2 separate regions of the Sus scrofa genome follow, and region 2 is linked to region 1. A link is a contact called in public Hi-C data. All regions are on one chromosome and are shown on one strand. The core of a region is the stretch at or near the end of the contact, and the rest is flanking DNA. Distances in the headings are between cores, read along the strand shown. Region 1 holds the start of KMT5C (histone-lysine N-methyltransferase KMT5C). Region 2 holds the start of TMEM238 (transmembrane protein 238).

Region 1 (7,173 bases), core at 2,678-5,177:
TGCAACTCTGATTTGACTCCCTAGCGTGGGAATTTCCATAGGCTGTGGATGTGGCCTTTAAAAAAAAAAAAAATTGTGAAAAAAAAATTGTGTTGTATTAGGGAGTTCCCTTGGGGCACAGCAGGCTGAGGATCCAGTGTTGTCACTGCAGTGACTCAGGTTGCTGCTGTGGTGCACTTTTGATCCCTGGCCCAGGAGCTTCTGCATGCTGCGGTTACAGCCAAAGAAAAAAAAATGCGTATACTTAAGGTGACAACACGCTGATAGACATACGCATGCGCCGTGAATGATCACCACCAAGCTAATTAGCATATCCATCGTCTCACACAGTGACCCTCTTTGTGTGTGTGGTGGGAACCCTTGTCATCTACCCTCTTGGCAAATTTCAAATGTACGATGTATTATTATTAACTGCAATCACCATGCTGTACATTAGACTCCCAGAACTTCATTTAGTTTATTGATTTATTTCTTTTTTTATGGCTGTACACACGGCATATAGAAGTTCCCAGGGCAGGGGTCGAATCAGCAATGGAGCTGCCAGCCACAGCCACGCTGGATACAGGCCGAATGGGCGATCTGCGCCACAGCCTGTGGCAATGCCGGGTGCTTAACCCACTGAGCAAGGCCGGGGATTGAACTTGCATCCTCATGCATCCTAGACTGGCTCTTAACTCGCTGAGCCTCGAGTAATGAGTTAGGAATTCCCAGCCCCTTCCCCGCCCATCCCCAGCTCTGGTCCCCACCATTCCACTCTTTGTTTCTAGGATTTTGCCTGTGTTTTGGATTCCACATTTAAGTGAGGTCATGCGGTATTTATATTTCTGTGTCTGTCTCATCTCACTTAGCAGGATGTCTTCCCGGTTCATCCATGTTGTTGCAAATGACCGGCTTTCCTCTTCCTTCATAGATGAGGACTATCGCATGGCATGCATATGCCACATTGTCCCTCTCCATCCATTCACCTGTCCATGGACATTTAGGTTGTGTCCATGTCTTGTTTTTTGTGAATCATGCTGCAAAAAACTTGGAAGTGCAGATACCTCTTTGTGGTAGTGACTTAATTTGCTTTCGGTATAGATCCAGGAGTGGGACTGCTGGAACATATGATAATACTATTTCTAAGTTTTTGAGGAAAATCCATACCGGTTTTCATACCAGGTACACCAGTTCACATTCCCACCAACAGTGCATACAGTTCCCTTTTCTCCACGTCCTTCCCCCATCATTTATATAGATATACCTATTTCCCTTTTTTTTTTTTTTTTTCTGCACATGCCTGTGGCATGCAGAAGTTACTGGGCTAGGGATCAAACCTGTGCCACAGCAGTGATCAGAGCTACAGCAGTGACAACGCTGCATCCTTAACCCACCGAGCAAGGCCAGGGATGGAACCTGGGTCTTCATGGATGCTAGTCAGATTCCTTTCAGCTGAGCCACTGCAGGAACTCCTTCCAAGTTTCCTCTTATGAAGCCATTTATTGGTCAAGAACCTGCAGGATTCTATGTGGGCTGTGAAGCCCCAGGGTTGAGAGTACGGCTTCTGTAGTCTGATGGCCAGTAACACCCCCTCTGTAAGCCTCACTCTGCGCTTCTGTAAAACGAGGATAAAAAGAGCCTCTTTCTCACAGTTCTATGTGCAAAGTAACTGGTATCCTAAGAGCTCAGTTAACTGTTAGGTACTGCAGTTTTTCCATCTTGTAATTCAACGAATCTACAGTTGACCATTTCAGTTTTTCCTATTTTTCTGCTTTTCAACAAGGCGGAAACTTTTTTTTGATTTAAAAATGACTAATTTTTAAATTTTTTAAATTTATTTTTCTTTATTTGGCTGGGCCGAGGCGTGTGGAAGTTCCGGTGTCAGAGATCGAACTGGTTCCACAGCAGGGACCCAAGCCGTGGCAGTGACAACGCAGGATCCCCAACCCGCTGTGTGGCACGAGGGAAATCCACGAACATCTTTAAATATAAATATTTTAACACTTGTCCAGTTATTTCTCTAGAATAAACCCCTGGAAGTGGCATTGATGAGTCAAAATTTTATTTGCATTTCGAAATATTTTTGAAACGTCGAAAAAGAACAGTGAATATACAGAACTCACGGCTTCCACCTCAGGCTTAACAAAACAAATTACACATAGATCCGAGGAGCTTCCCTGATTGCATGCCTTCCCCTCCGCCCCTAGGGGTCGCTACTAGGGCTATCCGCAGCCCTTGCTCCTGCCCCGGTCGCTTAGCTGTACCCATGCACTTTTGCGCGGAATTACACGTGTCACACGCAAACCCTGCTTTATGCGTTTTAAAACTTCCTGCATTCGACTACATAAGACTTCTGCAACTAGCAGCATGCTTTGGGGTCGTCCAGGTTGATATATGGAGTGCTAGTTCAACCACTTTCACGGCTGTATGGTGCTTCCCTGTGAAACTATGCCAGGATCCATTTATTCATGCCCTATGTGATGGACATTTAAGCCGTCTCTAGTTTTTCACCGTTACAAACATCACTCTTGCAAGCATTAGTGTGCTTATATTTTTGTTCACATTTTTTAGTTTCTCTAGGATGTACACCCGCTGATAGATGGGCTGCACTTTCAACGTTCAGATATACTGGTACATAGAACTTTCCCGAAGAGCCGAGCTTTTTATAGGGTCCTTTCAGCTTGCTGGCTCCCCTGCTCTGGGTGAGGCTTCTTCTCTCCTCCGGAGCTGTAGCCATCCTTATGGGAGGGGGTGTCTGGGTTAGGGGTGTCTCAGTTCCAGGAGTCGTCCCAGTTGCAGAAGGAATAGTAAGAACAGAGGGTGGGAGCCTGGACGAACGGATGAAGGACACTTAGGAGAGTGTTAAGTTGGACGCTTCAAAGAGGGACCAGTGTGGTTCTTGTTTTATAGATGTGAGCCTGAGGCCCAGAGAGGGCAAACCATTTCTCCAACGTCACACAGCGAAGGGACGCAGAAACCAGCGTCATACATTGATTGACTCCAGGACAAATACACGAAGTACCTACTCTGCGCCCCACATTGTTCCAAACGCACAGGATATATGGCAGTCAGCAAAACAAAGACCTTCTGATCCAACTGTGGAACTTATTATTCCGGGCTTAATTATGATGCATTGCTAATTATGTTTGCCTCTAGGGTTGCTGCAGGGGGGTGATTCCAATTAGGGGAGGGGGGTGCCCCATGGGAGCGCCCCACGAGCCAGGGCTTCCTCCAAAACCCCCACCTCTCCATCGCCCTCTTTCTGACCTGTTCACTCACAGAGTGTTAATGTGGATACTCAAAATTAAACAGGGTATTTGGGGTCCAAAAGGGAGGAAGAGAGATTGAAGAGTCCTTTGTATCCGGCAGGGCTGTCAATAAAGTTTTGTCGCCTTGGCAACCAGGGTCCTCTCCCGGCGTGGCGACGGAGGTGCGCGCGCATTCACCCCCCTCCCGCCTGCCCCTGCTTTCTCCCTCCGGTGGCGAAAGGCTTCACCAGAGAAAGAGAATAGGCAGGTCGCGACTCTAAGGTGACGGGCGGAGACCTGAACCAATGGAAGGACGAGTCGTTCCAAGGCCGGCCAATCACACGCGGGCTCTGAAGCCGGCGGAACCCGCCCTCTTTCCCCTAGGACCCGAATAACCCGACCCAAACCGGAGTTTTGCCGGGAGGGACGGCGCTTTTGCCCAATGAGGGCGTCGATTTCGGGTTGTGGGCGGGGATACGTCTCCATGGTAGCAGATGAAGGACAGCAGTGGCGTCCACTGGACGCAGTTGGCGGCGCTTGACGGCAAGGCGGGCGTGGCGGGGTTTTGTAGGGGCACTGCCGGGGGCGGGCGGGGAGGGCCAGAGCGGATCTTGGCCAATAGGAGTGGCGCGAGCTTCGTAGCAACTGAAGAGTGGCGGCCACCTTGGCCAATGGGAGGACACGGTGGCCGTGGCGGGGCAGGCCCGGCGGGGCCGACTGGAGGCGCGGCGACCGTGTCTGACGAGAGCTGGAAGAGGCAGTGGGAGGTGGTGGCATCGGCGGCGCGGGCGCCAGAGGAGGAGGAGGAGGAGAAGCGGGTGAGGGGCGGCGCGGGGCCCGACCTCTGAGCCCCTTCTCGGCCCCCGCCCCGCGCTGCCTTGGCTTCGGGTCGTCCCTAGCCCCGACTGTCCCCGCCCCACCCGGCCCTTCCTCGTGTCCAGGCGCCCACGTCTCCCCGCCCTTCGGCGAGCCTCAGGGTGCTCGCTGCGCCTAGCCCCTTCCCCGTGCTTCTTCACCCGGGGCCCTCTCCGCAGCCCCGGGCCTTCCCCCGGCCCCGCTCTCGCGCTCCAGGCCCTTCCCTGGACCCTCAGCTCGCCCTCTGCGCTGACTCTTCCTCCCCTTCCTGGACTTGAGGCTTTTCCCCTGCACTCTCACCGCCTAGCCAAGTCCTTCCCTGGAGCCCCCAGTCTTCCCCAGGAGCCTGTCTGCTTCCCCAGTTGCCCTCTGGTCCTCAGGCCCTTCCCCTGCACTCTCACCGCCTACCCAGGCCGCTGGAGCCCCCCCACCGCCGTCTTGCGCAGGCCCCTGTCTGCTTCCCCCAGTTTCCCTCTGGACCTCAGGCCCTTCCCCTGCACTCTCACCGCCTACCCAGGCCCTTCCTTGGAGCCCAGGCTCTTTCCTCAAGGCCGTTCTACGCTCCTCCCCGGCTCCCTAGGACTTCCCCATCCCTGTTTGCTTTTCCAAGCCCTGTACTGGACCCCCTAGCCGCCCCCCTCGACCTGCTCAGGACTCTTCCCCGGAGCTGCAGGTTCTTCTCTGCTTTCGTTGGCCCCCTTGTCACCCTGCTGGCTTTTCTGGGGTCCTCCCTGGATCCCCAAGCTATCCCGCAGGCCTCTGTCCCTCCTGCAGGCACGCTGGCCCGTCACTCTGCCCCAGCTCCCACCCCACAGTGTCCATTTTTCTCTTTCCCCACATGCCCCTCTGTAGCCTCCTTTCTGTCCCAGCGCCCACCCGCGGCACCCCCTCTTTATCCCCAGCCTTCGTGTCTTCTCGACCCCCTTTCCCAGCCGCTCTAGCTCCCAGTCTGTCTTCCACCCCCCATTCCGAGGCACCATGGTGTGGGCCCCCCCCCCCGCAGGCCCTCTGCAGTGGGGTTAGGAGGCTTGTTTTGTTGCCTTTGGCTAATCCCTGTCTTTCTCCTCCTTTTTTATGGGCCTCTTCTGCTTCTCCATACTGTTCCTTCTCTCTCCCCCTCCCCCGCTTTGTCCTCTGCGCCCCTCCCTCCCCCGGAATCCTTGGAGAGGGAGCAGGTGCTGGGATCCCTCCTTTGCTCTCCCTCGCCTCACCCCCCCCCCCAGGCTGCCTGGGGTTTCACCCAGAGCCTTCTGAGGACTCCCAAGGGCTACTGGGGAGGGGGGTGGAGGCCAAGGCCAGCAGAGAGTGGGGGTGGGTGCAAGAACAAGCAGTTCTGGCAGGGCAGGAAGCCTTGGCGTTTTCCTTGGTGAGGGCTGGAGATGGAGCTGGGTCCCCCCTGACTCCCACCTCCTGCAGGACTAAGCCTTTAGGGTTATCCCAATCTGCCAATTAATCAGCCTTCCCGGGCCAGTAGGGACATGCGTGCGCACACGCGTGTGTGTGTGTGTGTGTGTGTGCGCGTGCGCGCACGCCTATGGAGGTCTCAGGGAATCTGCGTGTGCCCATGGAGGGGGGGGTCCATAGGGGGTTGGGGGGTTTGTGTCTGTGCTCCCGAGCCTGAGAAGGTGCAGATACTAACGATGGTGGCTGGCGTTTCTTGGGGGCCTCCCTGCTGTCAAAAGCACTTGTTGCGTTTCACCATCGCTGTCGCCCCTGTGAAGTCAGTATGGCTTTTCTCCCTTCTTTATAGATGAGGAGACCGAAGGGTTTGCCAGCGTCGCGCAGAGTGTACAAGTGGCACAGAGCAGGCACGCGCCCAGGGCGCCGTCCCTGCCCCTGCGCTGCCCTCTCCACTCCCCGCCGGAGACAGCATGGTGCGTGGGGCACCATGGGGCCCGACCGCGTGACCGCCAGGGAACTGTGTGAGAACGACGACCTTGCCACCAGCCTCGTCCTGGACCCCTACCTCGGCTTCCGCACCCATAAGATGAACGTCAGGTGAGGGGGCCTGGAAGAGGGCGGACCGAGGGTCGGGACCCCTTCCCTTTCCCCGCCACCCCGCGGCCCCGTCCTCCTCAGCCCCGAGCGGGGGCGGGGGTGGGGCCCGGGAAGGCCCGGAGGGAATAGGCCAAGGCCCTGGGACCCAGGCGTGACCTCTCCCCCAGCCCCGTGCCCCCCCTGCGGCGACAGCACCACCTGCGCTCAGCGCTGGAGGCCTTCCTGAGGCAGCGGGACCTGGAGGCTGCGTACCGGGCCCTGACGCTGGGAGGCTGGATGGCCCACTACTTCCAGAGCCGGGGCCCGCGGCAGGAGGCTGCCCTCAAGACCCACGTGAGGGAGCCCTTCCCTTACCCCCCCTCGGCCCTGCGCCTCCCCCCACCGCGTCCGCTTGTCCCAGGTCCTCTGCCCAGTGGCCGGGCAGACCCTCAGCACAGCGTCCCCTCCCTGCGACTCCCCGACTTCCTCGCCATCGGGACCATCTGAGGCAAGGCTCAGAGACTCCTAGGAAAGGAGAGCTGGGGGGCCCTCTGAGATGGAGTCCAACCTCTTCATTTGACAGATGAGGAGACTGAGGCCCCCGAGAGGGGAAGTGAGCTCCCCGAGACCACACAGCGAGTCAGTGGCAAAGCAGAACTAGCACCCAGGAGAGAGAGGGCCGACGACCCTGCCCCACCTCCTCACCCCGCCCACCCCCTCACCTCCCCCAGATCTATCGCTACCTCCGCGCCTTCCTGCCTGAGAGTGGCTTTACCATCTTGCCCTGTACCCGTTATTCCATGGAGACGAACGGAGCCAAGATTGTGTCCACCCGAGCTTGGTAAGAGGGCACGGCTCGCAGCCCAGGGCCCCAGGCTGGTCAGGGGGCTCCCCCACCCCACCCCGGGGGCTGCTGGGAGAGGAAAGCCGGGCCCTTCTCGAGGAGACTGGGCACTGCGGGAACAGGGCATGGGGGCCCCAAAGATGTTCGCGGGCCAGGAAGAGGCAGTGAGAGGAAGGAGACCCGGCCTGGCCCCCAAGACCCCCTTGCCTGCCACAGCCCAGCTGGGAGATGAGGTCCCCTTGGCACTCCCGGGGCTGCTGGGAAAGGACT
Region 2 (7,173 bases), core at 2,631-5,130, 39 kb after region 1:
TTTGTTTTTGTTTTTGTTTTGTCACACTCAGCATGCAGAAGTTCCAGGGCCAGAGACCAAACCCGTGCATAAGCCACCACAGTGACAATGCCAGATCCTTAACCCAGTGAACCACCAGGGAACTCTAGGTCCCTCTATCAAAATTCCAATTCTTGGTCCCTCAAGTGTTGGAAGCACCTCACCCTGCCCATTATAGAGTCATGTGTTTGGACAAGCCCATTTTCCTTCTAAGAGGGGCATCCAGGCTGGTGAGCTTGGCCAGTTTCTGGCAGGTGGTTCTAGCAGCAGAGGTCCGCCCAACTGTATTAGACTTTGGGGCAAGGGGTAATTTTAACCACAGCTGGTGATTTCTGCATTGTATGCCAAATTTTGTGTGACCTCATGCTTCACCTAAGCATAATCTGTCCATCTTAAGCTGTTTCCTCATCTGAACCACAGAACATAGCATCAGATTGGAGTAACTATTTTTTAAAGTCTCACAAAGAAGGATGTATAACTAGTATCATTCTGGATGCATATGAGGACACACAGGAGGAAAGATAATTCATCACCTACAGAGAATGTCTTAGGACGTTAAGATTTTTTTTTCTTTCTTTCAGGGCTGTACCACTGCGTATGAAGTTCCCAGTGAGGCGTCGGATCAGAGCTGCAGCTGCTGGTCTAGGCCACAGCCACAGCCACACCAGATCCAAGCTGTGTCTGAGACCTACACTGCAGCTCACCGCAAGGCCAGATCCTTAACCCACTGAGCAAGGCCAGAGATCGAACCTGTGTCCTCATGAATACCAGGCAGGTTCGTTGCTGCAGAGCCACAGCAGGAACTCTGACATTAGGATTTAATGCTTTTATGGAATCCCCATTTGAGAAACTGATTCAGTCACTCATCTGTCCATCGTTCCACTTACCCATCCACCCACTAACCAAAGCATCTATCTATCCTCTTATCTAACTACCTACCCACCTGCCCAAACATCCATCCCACCACCCATTCACCCATCTACCATTCATCACATCCATCCATCAGCCAATTCTAGCCATCACTCATCTATTCAGCAGTCCAACCACATCCACCTATTTCCCCCTCAACCAGTTCGTCCTTTATCCCTCTATCCATTCATTCAGTCCAATCACCTAGTGTCCAGAACTCCATCTACCCATCCATTAACCAATCCATCCATTCATCCATCTCTCCATCCACCAACCCAACTATCCATCCATCCACCCACCCACCGACCCCATGATCAAACTCTGATTTCCTGGGTTCACTCTTGGCTGGAGAGTGCTGAGAACAAAGGCCAGAGGCCCAGGCCTTCCCTTCAAGGGCCTTGCTCTTGGGAGGGAGAGACAGTATCAGCAAACACAGATATAACACACGGTGATACAAATAAAAAGGGTAACTCAGACAACGTGAAGACCACAGAAAGGCACTGGAGTTGAGTTAATCTTAAAAGACACATGGCAGGTTTTCTGTGTGGAGTATAGACATCAAGGGCACTGGTGGTACAGGTGAAGGCACGGACAGAGGCCAGGTGGTGTGGACGGAGGGATGTCATAAGTGCAGAGAAGGCAGGAGATGTGGGGCTGAAATGGGGGGGTGGCACCCAGCGAGGGAGTGGCTAGGATTTAACCAGAGGGCAACGGGGAGCCACAGCAGGTCTTTGGCAGAGGGGTGCACACCGGGGAGTGCTCCCTTGGGCAGGAGGGGGCTCCTTAGGGGCTTCAGTGCCCTCCCCGGCAGGGGGATAATAATAGCAGTGACCTCAGAGATTCTGTTACAATGCCAGCATAAAATGGGAAATGGGACCTGGTGTGCCTGGGAACTGGAGCACGGGGACAGAGCTCCGAGGCGCTGGAGGAGTAATGGCGACTCTCCTGTCCTCCGCCCATCTGAATCTCCGACTCTGCCCCTGTCTCTGGGACTTCATCCTCTGGATCTCTGCTGCTCTGTGCTTCCCTCCTTCCCCACTCTGGACCTCTGCCGCCTTTCTGTCCCCACTGTCACCGCCTCCATCGCTCCCTCTCTCCATTTCCATCTCGCCCTCCCAGGATAGCTCTCCATCTCGCCCACTGTTCTACAGTCTCTCCTGCTGCCCTCTCTCTCTCTCTCTCTCTCTCTCTCTCCCCGGCGTCCCTCCCTTTCCCGCCTCTGCCTTGCACCCCGTCCCGCCCGTCCCGCCCCTCACCTCGGGCTCACTCGGTGCCCGCACCCGCTGCCCCAGGCCCGGCCTCGAGCGTGGCGAGCTGCAGGCGCACGCGGCGGGAGCCGGCGGCCGGCGGCGGGGGCGTGCGGGCGGCGCGGCGCGCTCCCCGGGAGCCGGGCGCGGCGCGCCGGCCCGCCGCGGAGGAAGCTGGCGCCGACCAGCGGCGGGAGAGCTTTCGCGCGAGGCGGGCGAGCGCCGAGGGCCGCAGGCCGTAGTCGCGCTCGAGCTCCTGGCGCGAGATCTCGATGTTGCCGGTGTACCAGAGGATCCAGCCGAGCAGGCTCAGGAAGACGAGCAGCGCGCCCGAGTAGATGAGCAGGTCGCCGAAGTCCCGGCCGCGCACCTGCAGCTGCGCGAACACGCCGGTCAGCAGCGCCGCCATGCCCGCCACGTCCAGCGCCACGGCGAGGAGCAGCGCCATCCGGCAGCGGCCCAGGCCGGACGAGGGCACCGGCGCGCCCGCCGGCGGGAACGGTGCGCCCGGCGGGGCCCCCTGCGAGGCGCCTACCGCCGGCGCCGCCGCCATGGCCGTGCTCCGCCGCCGCCGCCGCCGCTGGCTCCGACCGAGAGCTTTCCGCGTTCCGGGCGCGGCCCGGCCCGGGGCGGGGTCAGGGGACCGCGCCAGGTGTGCCCGGCTCCCGCCTGGTCACCTGAGCAGTACAGACTGGCCTGGCCCGGAGGCGATCTAGCTGTGTTTTCTGGGCAGGACCTGGCCTTCAGAAGCCTATGCTGGGAACAGCGGGACGCAAAGATGCGTGCGGCCTCTGTATCCCAAGGAACTCGGAGCAGCGCATGGTCAAAATTCAGGGTGTTCTAGTGGAGGCAACGTAGGGCGCTCTGGGAGCCCGAGCATAGTTTCTGTTCAGTGCCTACCTCCAGGCGCCTCCGCCCCCGGTGCACCAGTGGGAACAGATGGGGTGAAAAAGAAGGATCAGACAAGGCCCTGAACCTCAAGGAACTCTGGGAGGCAGGGAGTCAACAGAGTGCCTTAAGGAAGGAAACGGCTCCGTGGAGCTGAGGCTGCTCTCAGTCACTGCCGGCCTCCTGTGTGGCCCAGAGCGAATGATTAATGATCGCAAAGGCGGATCAGACACTCACAGGAACTCTGCCGCCACCATCGGATCAGAGCTCCGTGATGAAGGCAGGAGGGTAACCCCCAACATTCCCGTTGGCTCAGGTTTCTCCTGGGGTCTTTAGACTCTCAGGATGTATTACTCGCGAAGTCCAGGTGCACAGAGAGATGGACCAGACAAGGTCCCTGCCCTCCCCTCGAGGAGTTGCTGGACATGATCACATCAAAGCGCGCTAATGGGGTGCCAAGGGACTGTCATTCCTTTTGTTCCCTTGGAGTCTCTGTGCTGGTCAGGCCGAAGACACAGAGATATATCAGGCAAGGTTCCTGCTCCTTAAAGATGACCCTGACGACAGAAAACAAACGTCTATAAAGTGTAACAGGTGACATGGGGCAGGCTGGAGGAGGATGGGGGAGGCCGCGGGGCACAGGGAAGAGGCAGGGCAAACAAGTATGGAAACCCTCAAGGAACCAAGAGCTTTCCCAGACAAATCTTTTCCTCCAAACGCAACTCGCCCTTAAGAGGAAATCCACGGTTCCCTGCGGAGACAGTCTGCGAGAAGGTTCCGTCAGGCTTCTCTCTAGACTCAAATAGCTCTGGATTTAATTTTAAGACGGCCCTGGGGAGGGGGAAATAACAGGGGGTTCCTGGAGTTAGCCGAGGGGTTCCGAACGTAGCCGATTGGAGATCGACTGTTTCCGAGCAGATCCGAAGGGGCACGGGCCAATAAGTGGGAAGGCGGCCGCCCCTCCGAAGAGCGTTTCCGGAGAGTTTCGAAAATGTCCGAAACTACTTAACTACCTTCTTCGGGAATAGCCGAGGGCCTACGAAGAAGACTGGAAGCACCCGAAGACTATGGAGCAGAGCTAGGTTTTAATAGTTCAGGCACTCTCACGTTCCTTCATAAAACAAATATTTATTGAGTTGAGCATCCATTCTGTGGCCAGCAATGGGTGGCAATATTGGAAGAGGCCGCTGAGGAAGGGGCCGTGGGGCTTCTAGAGGTGGACACAATCGGAAACCCAGCCGTGGGCTTCCGACAACACAAGAAGGGCTATCCAAACTGTCCCCTTCCGCGTCGAGAACACGCCCTCGGGTCCCTAGCCGAAGAGTTCCGAAAATCCCCGAAGGGTTTTGCGACGGGCTGGCGGAAATAGCCGAGCGTTGCCGAGCTGGTTCGGAGACGGGAGGGGAGAGGCGGGGGACAGTCGACGCGCGTGCCCAGAGAGGAAGCGGAAATGCGTGTGGGTATTAAAAGCGTCGCTCCGCCCCCGGCGTGTCTCTTTCCGTCTCCGGCCGCCGCACGGAGAGGAGGTGAGGTGCGGCCTCTTGTCCGCCCGCGTGGCCGTCTCGCGCCCGCCGCCGTGGGTCTGTGCCCTTGCCTGGCCTCTCTCGCTGCGCCGCTCGCCTCCCTGGCTGCCCCCGAGCCCCGCCGCCCTAGGTCGCTGTGCATTTTCATTTTCTTGTCGCTCGTAGTCTCGGCCGCCTAAGTTCAGCTCCTCTACCTTAGGCCGCCCAGCCCCGCCTGGCAGATTTCTAAGCGCTCTCGGCCCACACGGTTCCCCCATTCCCCAGGTCCCCACACGCGGCCTTCCCCTGTTGTTCACCGTCGGCCTGCTGCTCCCTTGACATTTCCCGGGCCCCTTCCTCCGCAGCTGCCGTTATGTCCGCGCACCTGCAATGGATGGTGGTGCGGAACTGCTCCAGCTTCCTCATCAAGAGGAACAAGCAGACGTACAGCACCGTAAGTGGGGCCCCGACGCCTGGGTCTGAGGGAGGGACCTTTACGACCGCTGGGCCCTGGCCCCTTTCGCGACCGCCATGTGTCCCGCTTCCCAGGAACCCAATAACCTGAAGGCCCGCAACTCCTTCCGCTACAACGGGCTGATTCACCACAAGACCGTGGGCGTGGAGCCGGCGGCGGACGGCAAAGGGGTCGTGGTGGTGATGAAGCGGAGATCCGGTAAGCATCTGCCCTGGCTCGGCCGGGCGACAGACCCCCCCACACGGGCGAGGAGCTATGGTTTCTCAGTGTCGGGCAGCAGCACTAAGGTTTCTTGGGGTCAGGACAGTTGCCTGGGAAGCTGGCTCTTCAAGCTTGCCCTCCCCCTGTATGAGCTGGCCAGGCTGCTTTGCTTGTTTCATCGTTTGAAAAGTCATGAATAGGTCCTCAAGTTGTCCCCTCACCAGGATTTATGTTTCGGGGAGGTATGATTCAGTGTTGTGTTTAGGATAAGTCTTTAAAACAGCTCAGTGAATGTCAGTCTCAAAGGGTGGGAAAATTGGGCAGACAGGTGGGGGCCTTTCTAGCTCCCACGTGTAGGAAGTGACAGCTTGGGTCTGAGGCAGTGGCGTGACCCCCTTTGTGGCTGCAAGGACTCAGAAGGGATGCTTAGCCTCCCACCCCCCTAAACCGCTCTCAGGCGCGGCCAGGCCTTTTTATTTAGACTCGGAGTCAAGAAGAGGCAGGGTATCACAGCTATCTTTTTGTTTTTCGGGGTGGAGGGTTTGAGATAGGAAAAGTTTTTCCTCCGTCTCTTGTGAGGGCCAGTTTCCGTTTGGGTTGAGTCCAGTGTCTTGGTTCAGTGACAGCAGTGACCACACCTGTTGCCTCCATCTCAGAGGGGAAGGGATAGCCCCTTCCCTGCGAAGCAGCCCCACGAGCAGCCAGTTCCTTGTGCTGTTGAGCTTCCCAGCTTCCCACACTCCTGAGAACCCTGTTCTGGTGTGTTGAGCCCCCAAGGCTTTGCTTTCTCTTCTTGAATTGTCGGGTGGCCCTTTCTGGGTAGTCAGAAACTGGCTTGACCTGAGGAGGTAACATAAACCTTCTCTATGGCATGGGTCCTTGGCTTCTTGGGGGAAACCAGGAGCGTGGGACCCCATCAGCCCTGTGACACGGTAAAGGGGGTGTTTTTCTTTTATCCTGGGCAGTGGAGTCCAGGCTCACTTGTGCTCAGGTGAGGGCTTACCCTAGGACTCTTAATTGCCCCTGGTCTTCCCGTGGTCCAGCATCACCCCAGCATCAGAGCCAGGCCTCACAGTGTGGCGTATTAGACATTTGGTGCAGAGGAGTTGTCTTGGGCCCTGGAGGGTGCAGAAGGGAGAGGAGCCAGAGCTGCTTTCTGGGGAGTGCCCACTCCCTGGCTGCCATAGTGCTGCGAATGCCCGCCTCAGCTGGGCTTCTCAGATTCTGATAACTGCTGTGTGCATGTGGACAAGGGAGTCCCCGTTGCTTCTGCTTCTAAATCTGTGCTGTGAGACGAGCAGTGCTGTGTCTGCACAGCTGGGTGGGGAAGACACACCTGTACAGGTGCTGGGCCTCGCCTGCCATCGTCCTATAAATTGATGCCCAGAGATGGGGCACCATGTGCAGGCTCACACAGCCCAGGCACCCACCCAGGTCCTCTGGGTGAGATCGTACCCTCGCACTAGGGGTGGGCACAGAGGACCAGACCACCCGACTGACCCCTGGGGGCTCTCTTCTCCCTTCTCCCACCAGGCCAGCGAAAGCCGGCCACTTCCTACGTGCGGACCACCATCAACAAGAACGCCCGAGCCACTCTCAGCAGCATCCGGCACATGATCCGAAAGAACAAGTACCGCCCGGATTTGCGCATGGTGAGTGGGAGCCCAGTGAGGCCGTGGCAGGTACGGGGGGTGACTCCGTGGGCGCCCAGAGAGCCCAGCCAGTGCTGGGAGGGGCGGCTTTCTGGAGAAGGGGCACCATTATCCTCCTGGAGTGGGGCAGGGTCCCAGCTCGTGGGGTGGGTGCACTGAGCCAGCCTTGCCTCCCAGGCCGCCATCCGCAGAGCCAGCGCCATCCTGCGCAGCCAGAAGCCAGTGATGGTGAAGAGGAAGCGGACCCGCCCCACCAAGAGCGCCTGAGCCCTGCCCTTCCC

What was found. A called contact is a pair of places that touch in the nucleus more often than the background predicts.
Region 2: a contact with region 1 is called in a Hi-C map of embryonic fibroblasts, with 2.3 times the contacts expected there. The contact joins the promoter of TMEM238 here to the promoter of KMT5C in region 1. A contact is called at or near these places in 12 of 47 Hi-C or Micro-C datasets (brain, embryonic fibroblasts, fetal heart ventricle and 6 more) and 2 of 2 datasets of contacts at active chromatin or transcription factors (alveolar macrophages and skeletal muscle).

The regions. Positions count from the first base shown.
Region 1 is chr6:59,513,131-59,520,303 of Sscrofa11.1, forward strand. KMT5C (histone-lysine N-methyltransferase KMT5C) reads left to right here and starts at 3,928. Exons shown (of 9, transcript XM_021095006.1): 1 at 3,928-4,045; 2 at 5,833-6,080; 3 at 6,248-6,413; 4 at 6,791-6,900. The coding sequence starts at 5,833.
Region 2 is chr6:59,552,133-59,559,305 of Sscrofa11.1, forward strand. TMEM238 (transmembrane protein 238) reads right to left here and starts at 3,881. Exons shown (of 2, transcript XM_021095016.1): 1 at 2,184-3,881. The coding sequence starts at 2,727. The coding sequence ends at 2,191. RPL28 (60S ribosomal protein L28) reads left to right here and starts at 4,454. Exons shown (of 5, transcript XM_021095010.1): 1 at 4,454-4,588; 2 at 4,930-5,018; 3 at 5,114-5,237; 4 at 6,774-6,892; 5 at 7,070-7,173. The coding sequence starts at 4,513. The coding sequence ends at 7,159.